2 separate regions of the Mus musculus genome follow, and region 2 is linked to region 1. Evidence: chromatin contacts called from public Hi-C data. All regions are on one chromosome and are shown on one strand. The core of a region is the stretch at or near the end of the contact, and the rest is flanking DNA. Distances in the headings are between cores, read along the strand shown.

Region 1 (7,749 bases), core at 3,094-5,593:
ACATATGATCACAACAGGGCCACACTGCTCAGTCACCCCTGCTTAATGCCTCTAGATTAGCTGTGTGGAGAGGCTTCACATACTCACCTATGGTGGCTTCTAGGCCCATTCTGCTGACGGAGGAGAAGACATAGAGCTACAGGAGGAAAGAACATGAAGAGGAAGGCTCAGCTCGGGCAGCTGCAAGGCCACCAGGAGCCCACGGGAGCCTGCCTGTAAGGGAGCCTGCCTGTCGAAGAGGGTAGCTCTGCACCTTGGGGAAATCGCAGGGTGGGACTCCAAGTGCCCAGAGCTGGTGGCAGGATACTGAACAGTTCCTAACTCCTCATCTGAGGTCTGGGGCTACCTGTCTGAACATTGTACCTTGAGATGCCATCCTCCTAGCAATGGGGCCATGCTGCTAGTAATTTCAAAGATTCCTTTATAAAACCTTAGGCCCAAGAGGACTCAGAACTAGGCCATATTCTGAGGACAGTCACAGCCTTGGGAAGAGAGGCACGTGGACAACTATATATGTTAACAGAATGGCCCCTCATCTCCCAAACAGCAATGACAGGCCAGTGCCACACTAGCTCTGCACAGCCACACTGTGGAGTTGATGCTACTCAGGACCAGATGAGGAATCGGAGGCAGGGGAATCACCTGACCAAGGTCATGAGCGCCTAAATGCTTGAAGAAGGCTGTGTCTGACACGACAGGGCTCACTGAGGGAGGGATGGCTCAGAGCTCCTAAGGGACAGGCAGGAGTATGACTGATACTGAAGAGGGACAGAGATGGGTGTGAAGGGTACCCCATGGAGAGGAGCAACCCAAGAGAAACACAGAGAAAGGGAGAAGTATGCCGCATGCAGCCCAGGGGCTGAGGCAGGCAAGCATGGAGGCTCTGTGCTCCCAGCTAGGCACCAGATGGGTTTCTAGGGATGTGGGTCTCAGGTACGGGACAGGGGTGGCTAGCAGAGACGAAAGTGACGGTCTGTAACTGCGGGCAGAGGCAGGGCTCACCGTGGGTGCTGCCAGCAATAGCATCAGACCACAAGTGGAGGCTCGTTTCTCCAGACGGTCGGAGATCACGCCTGCTAGAATCCCACCTGTAACAGAGATGGGGGAGGCTTCAGGAGCTGATGCCTGGCATGAGCTCCCCCTCCCCTGAGGAGACCAAGTCCCAGAGGCGAGAACAATAGCAACTGTCCCCGAGCCCATCTGAAGTGGCCACTTGGAGTCTGGCCTAGCAGGACACATCTTTACAGGCCTCAGGAGTCACAGGCTGTCTAGGGTCAGGCTTTAAAAACAACCTCAAAACCCCTTCACCTGGTAGGTACTAATGCCACTGCCACCTGCCTGGGACACCCGTGTGTCATTTCTGAGGGCAGCTGGCTCAAGGTCAGAGACGAGCTGCTTTCAAAGCAATGGCCATGGTCACTGTGTTACACGGTGCTTTCCTAGCAATAAAACTAACCAGAACAGGAATTGATAGATTTTTTTTTTTTTTGAGACAAGGTCTCACTGTGTAGCCCAGGCTAGCCTCAAACTTGCCAACCTGCAGCCTCAGCTCCAGAGTGCTAAGTCACAGGAATGTCAGTCACCCAGCTTTATTGTTAAGTTCTTGACAATGCAGAGCTCACCAAAGATCCCCGCCTTGAACTCACCAAAGATCCCGCCCACGTCAAACAATGTGGACAGCTCCCCAGCTTTCTTGGCATCCAGGTGATCTGTGGAATGACCAGCATAGGAGCCCGTGAGGACACATCCTGATTACCCCACAGGGACCCACGTAGGACCTTGCTCCAGGAGCAGAATTTTACCATGAAGAATCACCTAAACTCGGATTTTTAAAGAGATACTGGTTGACACATCTTATCCAAGCCTAGCACTCACTCACTGCTGGCCTTCCCCAGATGCTGGTGCTTGGCTATCACAGGGGCATCCAGAAAGAGGGTGAGCCTAGGAAGCTACTGTGTGTGTGTGTGTGTGTGTGTGTGCGTGTGCGCGTGCGTGTGTGTGTGTGTGTGTAGGTCCTGGCAGGGCTCCTCAGAGCAATGGCCAAGCTACTCAGTCAGTCACCCAGTGAAACAGAGTGTGGTATCATGTGCTATCTGACCCCAGTGGGGACCAGAGCCTTCTCATGCCTTAGTAGCAGGGCGTTGCCATTTCATGTCCCTTTGCTTCCAGCTGACTAGATGCTGGCCAGTCTGAGGAGACAACTGGAAAGCCCTTGGCTGGCAAGGAACTGGGGTTGACTCAAACCAAGACTCTGACTGGGCATCCAGCAGTTCGACATTGTGGCTAAGATTGTTCTCTTGTCAAAGGGAGCATAGCCTCTTACTGAGACTCCCTGTTAGGACTATTTACTGTGCATGTGCCAGGATGAGGTAGGGATGGTTAGGCAGTGCCCTGAGGTAGCTCCTTGCAGCCTGCTCACCCAACCTCTTCCTTTCTGCAGCCTGCTCTTGTTAGCCACATCCCAAGAAAGTCCCCACCTTGCTGCTGCCCCAGCTTCCTCGGCTGAGGTGACATTCCCTTCAGCTTTGGGGTTTTGGTCAACCTTGACATGGCCTTATGACACACCTTAGAATCAGTCTTCCATTCTCAAAGCCTTCTTTCCTATGCTGTCCCTAGAGCTCTTGCCCAAGCCCAAAGCTGTATCTACAAAGCCCCGCTCCTTTCGTTCCTTCCCCTGACTCACTCACTGGTTCCTGAGGCCAAGGTGTCACCATGCATGCAACAGCCCCACTTGGTTCCTGAGAACTGCTGAGCCAATGACACACAGCTATATAGTACTTTCTTTCTGGAAAATTCTATCAAGAGCCACAGCTCTGGACATTCTTAGACTCTGGGAACCCAAGAGACTGTCAGCCCTCCCACAAATCAAAACACATCCCCAGAAACAGTTTGTAGGTCAGATCTCAGCCCCTGGTGGCCATGCTCCTGCTTGCTGGCCGCTGTGTTCCAAAGCCTGACACGGCCTAGATTTAAACACAGGCAGCCTCCGAGAACCACAGAGGGGTCAGGGAGTAACCGGATGAGCCCGGTGAAAGTTACTACCAGAGCCACACACTGTGTCTACATCCACGTCCTCTCCCATCTGCCGAGCCACGCTGTCCAGTTGCTGTCCAGTCACCCTGTGTGGCCCAGCAGGAGGAAGGGAGTTCTGAGCAGTCTAGCTCACAGAGCGGAACGTCCCTTCCGGCAAGCACAGAGGGGAACCTCCCTTCCAGCAAGCACAGAGCGGAATGTCCCTTCCGGCAGGCACTCACCTACACTGGTGATGTACAGCGGGAGCCAGAACAGGAATGTGTAGCTGACCAGCTTGGCAAACAGCAAACACAGAGAAAACTCAATCACGCCCTGGAAGAGGGAGCCATTGTCAACTGGGGGTGGGATCAGCAGTGTGTCTCAAGGTGTGCCCCAGGACAAAGGGCTGTTCCTTGGCGGACACGCAGTGTTTCTACAGGGTTCAACCTTGCTTAGGGGAGAGCATGAGTGGGAAGCGAGACCTAGGAGATCCGGAGCACAGACTCACCTAGTCTGACTGCCAGCAGGGCAGAAACTCAGTGTTGTAACAAGAGCCAACGAGAAGCCCGGCCAAATGATAGCTAGTGATTTCCTCCCAGAGAGATGCTCATGAAGACTGGGCTGGGAGCCGGGCGTGGTGGCACACACGCTTATAATCCCAGGAGGCAGAGGCAGGCTGATTTCAGAGTTCGAGGCCAGCCTGGTCTACAAAGTGAGTTCCAAGACAGCCAGAGCTATAAAGAGAAACCCTATCTCGAAAAACCAAAAACCAAAGGAAAAAAAAAAAAAAGACTGGGTTGGGGAGAAGGCTCAGTACGGAAGAGTGCTTGCTATACAAATATGGCCTGAGTTTAAATCCCCAGTACCCACATAAAACGCCAGGCATAGTTATGTGTGTGTCTGTAACTCCAGCCCTGGAGAGTGGAGATGGGGCAGATCCCAGGAGCTCGCCGGTCAGCTATCTAGCCAACCTGGCAAGCTTCCAGTTCACACAGAGCTGCTGCTTCAAGGTAATAAGGTGGGGAGAGCAATAGATGAAGATGTTAGACATCTTCCTCAGGGCTCTGAATGGCTGCACATGGGTGTGTGCACCTGCATACTCATGTGTATGCCTCTCTCTCTCTCTCTCTCTCTCTCTCTCTCTCTCACACACACACACACACACACACACACACAGAGTCCCCTTGGGGTTTTCCGGTTGTTATTGTATCATAGGATGGGAGCGAGCATGTGGTACCTACTACAGAGATGCTTGGCATGCTCTGTACTGGGATAAAATCATCTCACTTCACCCTCAGATCAACAGATGGCATCATAGCTGGAGAAGAGCCTAGGGGTGGGTAAATAGATGCTCGCTGTAGACTCTTATGCCAACCATCTGGGTAGGGGCATGGGCATGGGCAGGGACAGAGAGAAGGCTGCGCCAGGCCTCCAAAGCATGTCCAGTCCATATTGCCCTGTGTCTCACATTTACATGTTAGTCGGCTCCCCAACCGATGCTAGCGGAAGTATCTGGGGTCTACAGCAGAAAGGTACCATAGAAGGGCTGCTAGCCAACAGTAAGAACACATCCTTAGAAATGACTTTCATTGAAAACTGCCATCTCCTGCTGGCTGGCTATGAAGCCTGTCCAGGAACCCAGTGCTCACAACTGTAAAGTGTGAGATTGCCACCTCAGGGCATTGTGAGAGCCAGGAGGCCCCAAGTGCCAGAGCACAATCAGATCCTGCCTCTTAAGACCTTAGCATACTGCTGGCTATTCTTCTGTAGCCTCAACCCCTTCATGCCTCTCCCTCTCGGGGGAAACACGCCATACTGGGAACTCAGAGCCTCACTGTGCTGTGAAATGGAGCAGGCTCAGTAGAGCCACAGAGCAGTGAGCACAGGTTGCCTCCTGTGTAGCACCCTACACTCTTAGAGCCAGAAGGCAAATGGCTGAGAGGGTGGAGAGCCAAGGGGGAAGGTATCATGGGTGTAGGCCCAGGGCAGCCAGCTTTCTGTTTTTTTTCAAGTGAAAAACATAATTTCAAAGTGTTCAGAGACAGTACAAAATGAAGGCATCATGCTGGGCTGGAGAGACGGTTCAGTGGTTAAGAGCACGAGCTGCTCTTTCAGAGGTCCTGAGTTCAGTTTGCAGCAACCACATGGTGTGGCTCACAACCATCTGTGATGGGATCTGATGCCCTCTAAAAATTAAAATAAAAGGCATCCCACACTGAGCCACGTTCTGCCTGGAGTGACCAGCCACACTGCCCACACAGGATGGGAGGACCTGACCCACCAACGCCACAGCCACACACTTCTCTTTCAAGCTCACCAAGGCCCAGCCCCTTCCCACACAGCACTGTCTCCCTGGCAGGCAGACTCACCGGGATCCTCAGGGCTCCCGTGAAGCTGATGGCGGCCATGTTGCCATCAGCAGGGAGGACAACAATATGGCTTGGGTGAAGGGGGTTCTTCCCGTCGGAGAGTAGCAAGCACTGAAGCTCTGGGTCCTGGACACACAAGCAAAAGGGACAGATGTCACGAGGGGCATCTGCCTGAGTGAGGCTGGAATTTTAAGCAAGTAAGATAATGGGTTTCCTGGTACTAGAGAGATGGCTCAGAGGTTAAGAGCACTGGCTGCTCTTCCAGAGGTTCTGAATTCAATTCCCAGCAACCACATGGTGATTCACAACCATCTGTAAGATCTAGTGTCCTCTTCTGGCCTGCAGACATACATGCAGGCAGAACACCATACACATAATAAATAAATAAATCTTTAAAAAAAAAAAAAAAAAGACAGTGGGTTTCCTACTAAAAGCCTTGGGCCCATGTCCTGACTGGTTTGTGTATGAACTTGACACAAGTTGGAGTTATCAGAGAGAAAGGAGCCTCCCTTGAGGAAATACCTCCATGAGATCCAGCTGTAAGGCATTTTCTCAATTAGTGATCAAGGATGGGAGAGCCCATTGTGGGTGGTGCCATCCCCCTGGGCTAGTGGTCTTGGGTTCTATAAGAGAGCAAGCTGAGCAAGGCAGAGGAAGCAAGTAACATCCCTCCATGGCCTCTGTATCAGCTCCTGCCTCCAAGTTCCTGCCCTGTGTGAGTTCCTGTCCTGACTTCCTTTGGTGATGAACAGCAATGTGGAAGTGTAAGTTGAGTAAACCTTTTCCTCCCAACTTGCTTCTTGGTCACATTTCACTGCAGCAATAAAAACCCTAAGACAGACCAGTGACAAACAATTTGCCTCCTCAGTCCTTAGCATCCACCTGGCTTATGAAATGCCATGTGCTCAGAAATAGTAAAAGACAAGAAAGAAAGGAAAAAAAAAAAAAAAGAACCCCATGTCGCTGTGGAGAAAGATCAGTAGGTTAAAACACAACTCTATGTGGAGCTGGAGAGATGGCTCAGTGGTTAAGAGCACTGGCTGCTCTTCCAGAGGTCCTGAGTTCAATTCCCAGCAACCACATGGTGGCTCACAACCATCTATGATAGGGTCTGATGCCCTCTTCTGGCATGAGTGTGTATAAGCAGAGAACTATATAAAATAGATCTTAAATTTTAAAAAAAGGATCTGATGCCCTCTACTGGCCTTCGGGTGTACATGCAGATAGAGCAATTTTAAAAATTTAGAATAAATCTTTAATTTTTTTTTTTTAAAGCACACCTGGGTGTATATTGTATCTTGTACCCAAACATCTGGAAGATTCTGGTAACAGGAGAAGATGCCTATACTAAACACCCTCTTAGATATAATCAGATTGGATTTTCATTATGGTCTAATCAGTTGTGTCTAGCCTGCAGCCCTGGGCTGCCATGTGGCCAAAGATAATTCAGGAACACATCCAACACAAACAACAGGTGGTTTGTGTGTGTGTGTGTGTGTGTGTGTGTGTGTGTGTGGTTTTTGCTTGTTTGAACCCAATTACACAGTTCTCTGGCATGAACCTTGCAGATGACAAAATAGCTGATCGTGCCTAAAGGGACTGTTTACATATTCACCCACAACCACATGATGCTTTTTTGGAAGGAGTGAAGCTAAAGTTTAACACAGCAACGTGGTCACTGTGCCATAGGACGATGTAATTTCATGGACTTGCTAGTGAGGAATTCTTCACAGGACTCTGGACCTTGCAAGGAGGTCACAGTGTACAAAGACTGCCAGAAACGATGTTATTTTAAAATTTATAAGCCAGTTCTGAGATTTGTGCCTTCCGATACCGGGGACATCCCCGAGGGACAGAATTTGTGCTTACTGGAGCACGGTGGAGAAATCCCAGCTCTGCGTGGAGTTTTAAGTCATAGCAAGGGTGATAGAAAGAGGCTTTCTCTGAATGAACCATGAATCCCAGTGGATTAAATAGGAGTGCTCCTAAGGGCTTCAGGCATGTCGTGCCGTAGGACCTAACAGCCATTGATGCATTTTGTTTTACTCTAAACCATGCAGGGTGAATATAAACCACAGAAGAATTTAAAAAAAAAAAAGATATTGGGGTTGGGGAGATGGCTTAGGTTAAGAGCACTTGCTGCTTTAGCAAAGGACCCAGGTTCAATTTCCAGCACTCACAGAATGCCTGTGACTTCAGCGCTAGGAATCCAGCGCCCCCTCCTGGTCTCTGTGGGGACTGCACACACAGTTCGCATACAGATTAAATAAAAGGCACTCACATACATATTAAATAAAAAAGATGAAACGTAGGGGACAGGTTTGACATGCAGAGACTCAGCATTGTGTGTGAGCTTGAGATGCCCACG
Region 2 (7,749 bases), core at 3,194-5,693, 160 kb before region 1:
GCCTACTTCCATGGGGACTTCACCCCTCTACCCTCCACAGGACCTGAGGACAGTGACTTGAGAGGAACAGTGCCTGTTAGTTAGCTTTTGGAATTTCTGCAGTGCCAGGGATGGAACCTCTCCTGTGGCCTTTTCTATGATGGTTCAGTGTAGTGCAGCTTGTGGAGACTGGTTCCCATTCTTAGCTGTGAGAACTTGCTGTGACTTGGGCCTATGGAATGCACACAGCTTATTCCTCTTGGAGGGCCTAAGAGGACAACTAGGTCCCCTAAGAGAAGGCAGCTGTTGGTCAAAGGCCAGCTGCGGACCAGGTCTGGGTCAGGTTGGTGACTTGGTATTGGGGTAATGGGGATGAAGGGAGCCATGTGAACCAACATGGTAGGAGCCCTGGGTCTTGTGAACAATAATTGAAGTCTGTTAAGAGCTGGGAGAAGGGGCTGAAGAGATGGCTCAGTGGTTAAGAGCACTGACCGCTTTTCCAGAGGTCCTGAGTTCAATTCCCAGCACCCACATGGTGGTTCATGAGCGTCTGTAATGGGGTCTGATACACTCTTTGGCTTGCAGGCATACATGCAGACAGGGCACTCATACATTAAAACAATATAACAGGAGCTGGGAGAAGGGCAGCATTGTTGCGTTGCCTGCACTGGAGGTCATGTTCCTGGCCAGGGGGATTGCAGGGCAGGTGTAGGGTTCCTGGAGAGCCAGCTTGCTCAGGCTCACATCTGGTGGCAGAGTGGCTGCTGCTGTCCTGTGTAGTTGGGAGCCACAGAGCTAGACTGGGCTTTGTGGGTGGCTTCACAGAGGCCTCTTGGGGTCTTCTCGGAGTGTTCAGTAGTATGGCTTTGACCTGCATGTAGGCATCTCAAATGGAGGCGGGTTTATGGGGCAGAGTGAGGTAGTGAGTGTCCCCATGCAGAGCTGCATGTGACAGACAATGCTCTGGCAGAACTGGGCCCTGCCCTCTTGGTCCATGTGTAATGTTGGAGACTCACACGTGCCAGCCGTGTTCTCAGCACCCCCTGGTATGGGTGGGGTCGGCAGTGGTTTCTCTTTCTGAGCAGGGTGAGAGGCTCCCTCCCGTGTTGGGTGACCTGGCTTTGCTCCCCACAGGTTTGTGAGCCGCATCCTTGTAGTGCCCAGTCATCCTGAACTGCTGCTTTCTTCCTCTGGGGTAAGTGGTGTGCCTGCTGCTGGGTGGCCACAGCAAAAGAAAGTATCCAGACTCTTGTCCCCAACTAGGATGCCAAGTCCACCAATCTCTGTTGGTTGTGGCCACTAGAGGGAGAGTCTTTCTTTGGGGCTGTGAATGTAGTTTATGTGCCCATGTGTGTTTGCCTGCCTGGTCCCAGCACAGCATGTGGTGTAAATGGACTTTCTCAGTAGGGGGGTCTGGTCATCTTGGTTCCTTTGCCTGCTGGGCCATGGTTTGGTGTCTTGACTCGCCTGTCATCAAGGAGGCTTTCCTAGGTACTCTGGCATAATTGGTTAGCTTTCAGTACTCTGCAGAGAGTTTTCTTCATAAGGGAGCCCTAGCTGTCAGAGGGACTCTGTCTGCACCCAGCCATGTTCAGCGTCCCGTTCCCCTCCCCTCCCCTCCCCTCCCCTCCCCTCCCCTCCTTTCTTGCTTCTGGGCAGGCCTCTTGAGCATACATGTAGCCCTTCTGTCTGTACAGGATGGCACCCTGAGACTCTGGGAGTACAGAAGCGGTAGGCAGCTGCAGTGCTGTGACCTGGCCGGCCTACAGGAGCCTGGAGAGCAGCCAGGCCACAAGGTACCTGAGTGTTTGCCATCCACCTCCTCTTGCTCTCATTATGGGGACGTCATCTTTTAGAAATGTTTCCTTGCTGTAAGCAAGTTTAGGGAATACACACAGGATTCCCAGTTCTGCGGCGCCTGATGAGAAACAATTCACATCACACTTTGTGTGTACACGGGCTGGCAGAACAGGAAGGCCTCCAGGAATACTTGAATATTAAACAATGATGGCAGACAGCCTCACTGTATTTTGTCAGTGCTGGGGGCACGTCAGCATTCTCTGTGCTCATGGAGTCCCCCTGGCACCTCCTGTATACCCATGATTCCTCAGGGTGTTCCCGGATTGCTCAGCTTAAAATTGGGTGGCATGGTGCCTGCCCTCCCTCAGGCCAGCCAATGAGAGGCACGTCCTTTTTTTCCTACACCTGATATTTGGGACTTCTAGAAGCTCCTGTGTGTATCACCTTTTACCCTGGGAAGCATGGACAGTTGTTGTGTCTTTAATCATAGCCCTTCTTCCCATGTGTTCTGCATGGCTTTGGAGGCATATCACAGGCCTGCAGGGACAGCCGGGGCCATGTGTGAGGACAGGGGCATTGGCTGCTCCCTTCCTGGTGATTCCAGATTGTTTCCGTGGACTCTTGCCCCGCGTTGGCATTATGTGGGACCCACGGTACCTGTGCCCTTAGGCTCCGCTGAGAAGGGTGCTTAGGTGCCTGGGAGCAGAGCCCGGCTAAGCAGCTGCTTTCCCTGCAGGGGTTGGCCGCGTCCAGGATTGCATTCTGGGGACAGGAGAGCTATGTGGTGCTTCTGTGTGAGTGGTAAGACGGCGAGTTGGCACCCATGGGGCAGATTGAGGGGCTGGGGATAATCGAGGGGTTCCTTCTGCTGCCCCTTCTCAGTGCCAGGGCAGGTTTCTGGTGATCTGCATTCTGTCCTATGAAGCTTGGGGTTGCTCTTTGCTCTCCTTAGACGTGAGAATATTACAGGTTTGGAGAGGAGAGAACCCAGCCTTCTGTCTACACCAGTGGTTCTCAGCCTTCCTAACACCGAGACCCTTTACTATAGTTCATGTTTAGTGATCCCAACCACAGTTAATTTTGTTGCTGCTTCATAACTGCAATTTTGCTACTGTTAGGAATTGTAATGTAAATATGTTTGCTAATGGTCTCAGGTGACCCCCATGAAAGGGTCATTTCATCCCTTCAGGGGTCGTGATCCACAGGGTTGAAAAATCCTGACATATACACTTGGAATGGAGTGGCCATTTCACTCTTCGTCCTGTATTAGTTCTTACTATAAAACAAGTTACTCCAGAACTTGGACCTTAAACATGTACCATCTCCCAGGGTCTGGGTGGCTCAGGGTCTGCAGGTAGTATAGGCAGGCCTAGGGCCAGGATGTCTTGTGGGCATGCTGCTGTGGTGATGACCAGTCTCTCTCTCTCTCCTGGAAAGCGTTCCCGTGGTCTTCGTCTTCCAGCTTGATGCCAGCAGACAGCAGCTGGTGTTCAGACAGCGGCTGACTTTCCCTCACCGAGTGTGGGATGTTGTGTTTGAGGAGGCCCGGGGGCTGTGGGTTCTACAGGACTGCCGTGATGCCCCCCTGGTGCTCTGGAGGCCTGTGGGTGGTGAGTGGCAGGTGAGAGCACCCAGCAGCTCCGTGGTCTGAGCCTGGTGTCTTGGTGGGGTGTGGCAGGGTGGGGCTGGGGTTTCCCCACAGCCTTGTTCACATCCATCTAGGTCCTAAGGCTATAGCCTGAGGCAGCTTGTCTGCCCTGGCTTGGGTCCCCATGCCTGTGTATAGGAGGTTCCCACACTGCGGAAGGCAGCACTAGGACTGACATGGGTGTACTCTTCCTGTGTGCAGGCCTGTGTCAGGGCCTTGCTGGATACTGATGTGCAGGGAGCACTGCGGGAAATCTCTGCCAATCCCATAAGGCTTTGGGCGAGGTAGGACAGCATTGGGAATTCTTGGCCAGCTTCGGCTGCCTGTGCCCAAGGCTGGCCCCGCCAGGCCTCTGCTTGCTCTCTCTGAGTCCCTGCTCACTTGTCACCTGCAGGCTGCTCCAGACGGTGCTGTGTCCCCGAGACTCTGCAGCCATCTCCGTGAGAGCTGGGCCATGCTGGAAGGTGAGAGCTCTGTGAACAGGGTCTGTAATGCAGACAAGGAGTGCTACTGCTGTGCAGTGAGGAGCGGTGAGCTGGCTGGTGTGGGGCTGAGGCAGTGACTCAGTTGCTGCTTGGGGTGGCCAGCGTTGTATTCACTGGCCAGAGGTTGCCCATCCAGGCAGGACCACCCAGACCCAGTCTCTATGAAACAAACTATTACTCAGAAAAGATGTTGCAAAGCCAATTCTTAGAAGTTAGGGTTCCTAGACTTTTGGGGGTGCTCCAGCTGTGGTCTAAATGCCCTCTGAAGCCTGCAGGCTCGCCCGCTCGCTCTAGCGGGGCGATTTCTCAGTTGAGATCTCCTCTTGGAGTATGACTAGCTTGTGCTGAGCTGAAATAAAAGTGGTAGGCGGGGCAGGTGGGGAAGGTGTGTCCTCCCTGGCTGCTCACCCTGGACCCCTGGCTGCAGAGCACGTCAAAGACAACCTCTACAGAATCTCTTACCACGTGGGATGAAGCTCAGGCTGTCAGGCTTGGCACAAGTGCCTTTCCCTCCTGAGCCATCCTGCTGGCCTCCCTCTTGCTGGACTTCCTCACGCTCTGCCTGGCCGGCTCTGGGTCCTTCTGGACCTTGCTCAGTTTGGTTCTGTTGATGGTTACCTGGTGCAGACTCAGGCCAAAGCCTGTCTTCATGTCTAAGATGCTCCACACACAGATGGAGCACCACACTAGCCTGTGCATCCTGAGCCTTGGCTGCTGGCGGTCAGGGAACCACACCCACCTAAGGGTAGGGTGACCTGAGGGTCCTCTCTAGCATGCAGCGCTGATTGTCCTTGGGATGTAGCTCACTAGGGTGAGACTGGCTGAGGGGCTGTGCCAGTAGCACCTGAGCTTAACACTCAAGGACATCTACTGCAGTGTGGCATGCTCTTACCCAGAGCCACAGCCTGCCAAGGCCTTGCTCTGGGTCTGGAGTCCTGGAGTGCCTGTGGCCTCTGTAGATGACCGCCTGCCATCCACTGGTGTTGACTGACTCTGGCTATCTCAGGTTCCCCTTGGGCAGGGTTCATTCCTGCGCAGGAGATGGTTGGAGGATTCAGGCCTCACTAATACGCTCCCTCAGTTCAGGACCTGCAGCTGGCTTTGTCAGTGAATGAATGAGAAAGTGCAGACAAGATGTCAGCCAATCCCTGGTCCCTACTTCCCACCTCTACCCCTTCCCTTCAGCATTCTGTTGGAACAAGTCCCCAGGTCCAGCCCAAGTGTGGATCTCAAGGGTTGGGTCACATAAGGTTTAGGGTCTTTGAGATATCAGGGAGGTAGAATTCCCAAGGCCAGCTGGACAGTGGTGGCGCACACCTTTAATCCCAGCGCTTGAGAGGCAGAGGCAGGCAGATTTCTGAGTTCGAGGACAGCCTGGTCTACAAAGTGAGTTCCAGGACAGCCAGGGCTACACAGAGAAACCCTGTCTCGAAAAAACAAAAAAAAACAAAAAAACAAAAAAATTCCCAAGGCCATCCAGTGAGAGGAGGTAGTGCTGGGCCATGTTCCAAGTCACTCACCTGGCATCTCTTCTTGTCCTTGTCATAGGTTCTGTTGGTACAGATGACAGCTTCCGCAGCCTGTACAAGGCCACCTTTGACAACATGACCTCTTACCTGAAGAAAAAGGAAGAGAGACTGCAGCAGCAGCTGAAGAAGAAGCGGCAAAGGAGCCCCTTCCCAGGGTCCCCGGAACAGACCAAAAAGGCGTGCCCGGGCCAGTCAGCCCTTAGTTGCTGACCTTGGACATGGCCACAGCTCTCATTCCTGAGGCCCTGTGGGCAGCTCTCTCCCTCCTCCTCCCTGGTTCATCCCTAGGGAGGGAGATCACGGCAGCTCAGTCCCTACCACTAGCTCAACAGTCCCTGATCTCCAGAGTCTGCCTTTGTCACTGAGAACAGGCTCCTGCCGGGTTGCAGGGAAGGCAGGTGGTGTTAGCTTAGCTAAGAGTCTAGAGCTGTGTGGAAGCACCTTCACATTGAAGGATACACTGGCCCACAGCACCACGCATGTCTGTCGGGGCCCACAGTGTCGTCCCTGGGGAGCTCTAGGGAGACCTGCAGGACAGGACCTGCCTTCACATCATTGCCGGGGGCTCTCCAGGTGGAGCTCTGTATGGCTCTGTAGCTGCTTGCTGTTTTGAGGCAGATTCAGTTGGTGCTGTTCGCACTCCTGGGCTGGGCTGAGCAGACTGAGCAAGCTTTGGGGCTCTGAGGGTGTGACCTTGCCAGGCCAGCCTTGTTTTACAGGGAATGATGGTGACCTCGTGGTTCTGTTGCTCTGAACTCTGCATACACTGCAGAACAGAAGGAAATGAACAGAAATCACAGCATCAATAAAGACAAACTTTGCATAGCTTTCTGGAATGTTCAGCAGCAGCCTCCATAGCTGATCTTAAGACATTCAATGTGTGTATGCTCTTCAAATGACATGGCTCTTGGTGGTTAGAGAGGGGTGTTGTCCAGCTCTGTCTATTCTCGTGCTATTTCCCAGACGAGCTGCAGCAGAGACCGTCTTGGGTTGGGGAGATGAGACCCGAGTTTAGGTACCACCCAAACATACAGAACAAAGGAAGGCCATAGCCTAGCATAACTGTAACCCTAATACTGGAGCTGCAGACTGAGGCAGCCTAGCCTAAACAGTGACATTTTGGGCTCTGTGAGATCCTGTCTCAAGATGAACAGTCGAGGAAGATGCCCAGTGTCATCGTCTGGCCTCCACACGCAGTAGAAATAGTCTTGTGGCCACAAGCAGCTATCAGTCGAATGGGTGGTGTTCACGGAGCAGGGTGCTCACCTCTGTCTAGGAGCTAATGTCACGTGTTCTGGATGCTGGGATGTGTGGTCGGTCCCTGGAGACATGGATGTGCCAACTGGGCTGTGGGCTGGGTCCTAACTAGTCGGAGATAAATGAGAGAAGTCTGAGGGCCCAGGAATACAGCTTTGCTGAGCCAGTGCTGCATTCGCTCAGTCCTCTGGTCATGCGTAGCCTGCGAGCCAGGTAGAGCCCATGCTTGCAAAGCACCAGTCCTCACAGGGCCGTCATGGCCGGATGGTCAGTGCAAGGAGCTGAGAGACTCGAGGGGTATCTGAAGTCCCTGGTGTCTGCCTTGTAGGCTCTGAGACAGCCACACAGACAGTGATGGGGAGTCCTTGTGTCAAAGGAGAGATGGTGGCCTTCATGGTGGGGTTATTCCTAAGGTCCTGGTGAGTCACAGAGCCAAACAGCATAGTGAGCAGCAGGCAGGCCCACCCCAACAATCCCAGTCCTGTCTCCACTTTTCTCAAGCCCCAGTGTTCATGATTGTCCTATGCCACAGTGACATCTGTGCATGTCCCAGGGTCCACTTACTTGTGTGAGTGTAGCCAGTGGAAGCACTAAGGGTGGGGTAGAGGAGGGTGTTGGGCCTCCATGTCCTACCATCTGGCTCTGGCTTTCCTGGCCCTGGGGCCTGCAGTGGCTCCTGGTCCCTTAGGCATAGCTTCGGAGCCTGTTAATTGGTCCCACTTTCAGGGGCCTTAATGCCTGTAGGTTGGGTACATAGCATTATGCTTACAGGACCCTGCTAGCTAGTAGGCTAGTCCACATGCCTACACTTCATGTGGTTCCAGAAATTTCTTCCATATTAGGGTGTGTGGAGTCCCATTTTTATTGGGACTACACTTTTATTTAAGGGGATTTGTGTCTTACCTGGTTTTAGGCCAGTCTGACCTGGGCAGTTCATGCTATGATTTCAGCTTGTGTCAGGATGCCTCCACCTCCAGCAGCAGCTCCCCACTTCCACTGGGATGCCCAGTTGCCAGGGTCGTTCCCAAAAGGCTGCCCACCAGTCTCTGAT

What was found. A called contact is a pair of places that touch in the nucleus more often than the background predicts.
Region 2: a contact with region 1 is called in a Hi-C map of cerebellar granule neurons, with 2.9 times the contacts expected there. The contact joins two enhancer-like sites. A contact is called at or near these places in 6 of 39 promoter capture datasets (the 3T3-L1 cell line, HPC-7-derived erythroid cells, embryonic stem cells and 2 more), 10 of 15 datasets of contacts at CTCF or cohesin (CD8 T cells, the NIH/3T3 cell line, embryonic stem cells and 4 more), 241 of 484 Hi-C or Micro-C datasets (the 3T3-L1 cell line, 3T3-L1-derived adipocytes, the 4T1 cell line and 118 more), 39 of 115 datasets of contacts at active chromatin or transcription factors (CD8 T cells, DN3 thymocytes, the HPC-7 cell line and 23 more) and 4 of 9 other capture datasets (adipose tissue, embryonic stem cells, liver and 1 more).

The regions. Positions count from the first base shown.
Region 1 is chr17:31,331,330-31,339,078 of GRCm38.p6, reverse strand. It overlaps Slc37a1 (solute carrier family 37 (glycerol-3-phosphate transporter), member 1), which reads right to left. Exons shown (of 20, transcript NM_001242427.1): 11 at 5,382-5,507; 12 at 3,255-3,345; 13 at 1,647-1,709; 14 at 1,003-1,088; 15 at 88-136. Among named protein-coding and RNA genes, the nearest start is that of Slc37a1, 39 kb to the right of the region's middle. Within about 2 kb of position 4,343, at least 15 of the 459 cell types and tissues checked have an H3K27ac peak or open chromatin away from gene starts, as enhancers often do. A contact at or near this core is called in cerebellar granule neurons, where this site is marked.
Region 2 is chr17:31,494,640-31,502,388 of GRCm38.p6, reverse strand. Wdr4 (WD repeat domain 4) reads left to right here. Exons shown (of 11, transcript NM_021322.2): 6 at 1,114-1,174; 7 at 1,677-1,775; 8 at 2,516-2,580; 9 at 3,217-3,400; 10 at 3,822-3,891; 11 at 5,461-7,749. The coding sequence ends at 5,651. Among named protein-coding and RNA genes, the nearest start is that of Wdr4, 14 kb to the left of the region's middle. Within about 2 kb of position 4,443, at least 11 of the 459 cell types and tissues checked have an H3K27ac peak or open chromatin away from gene starts, as enhancers often do. A contact at or near this core is called in cerebellar granule neurons, where this site is marked.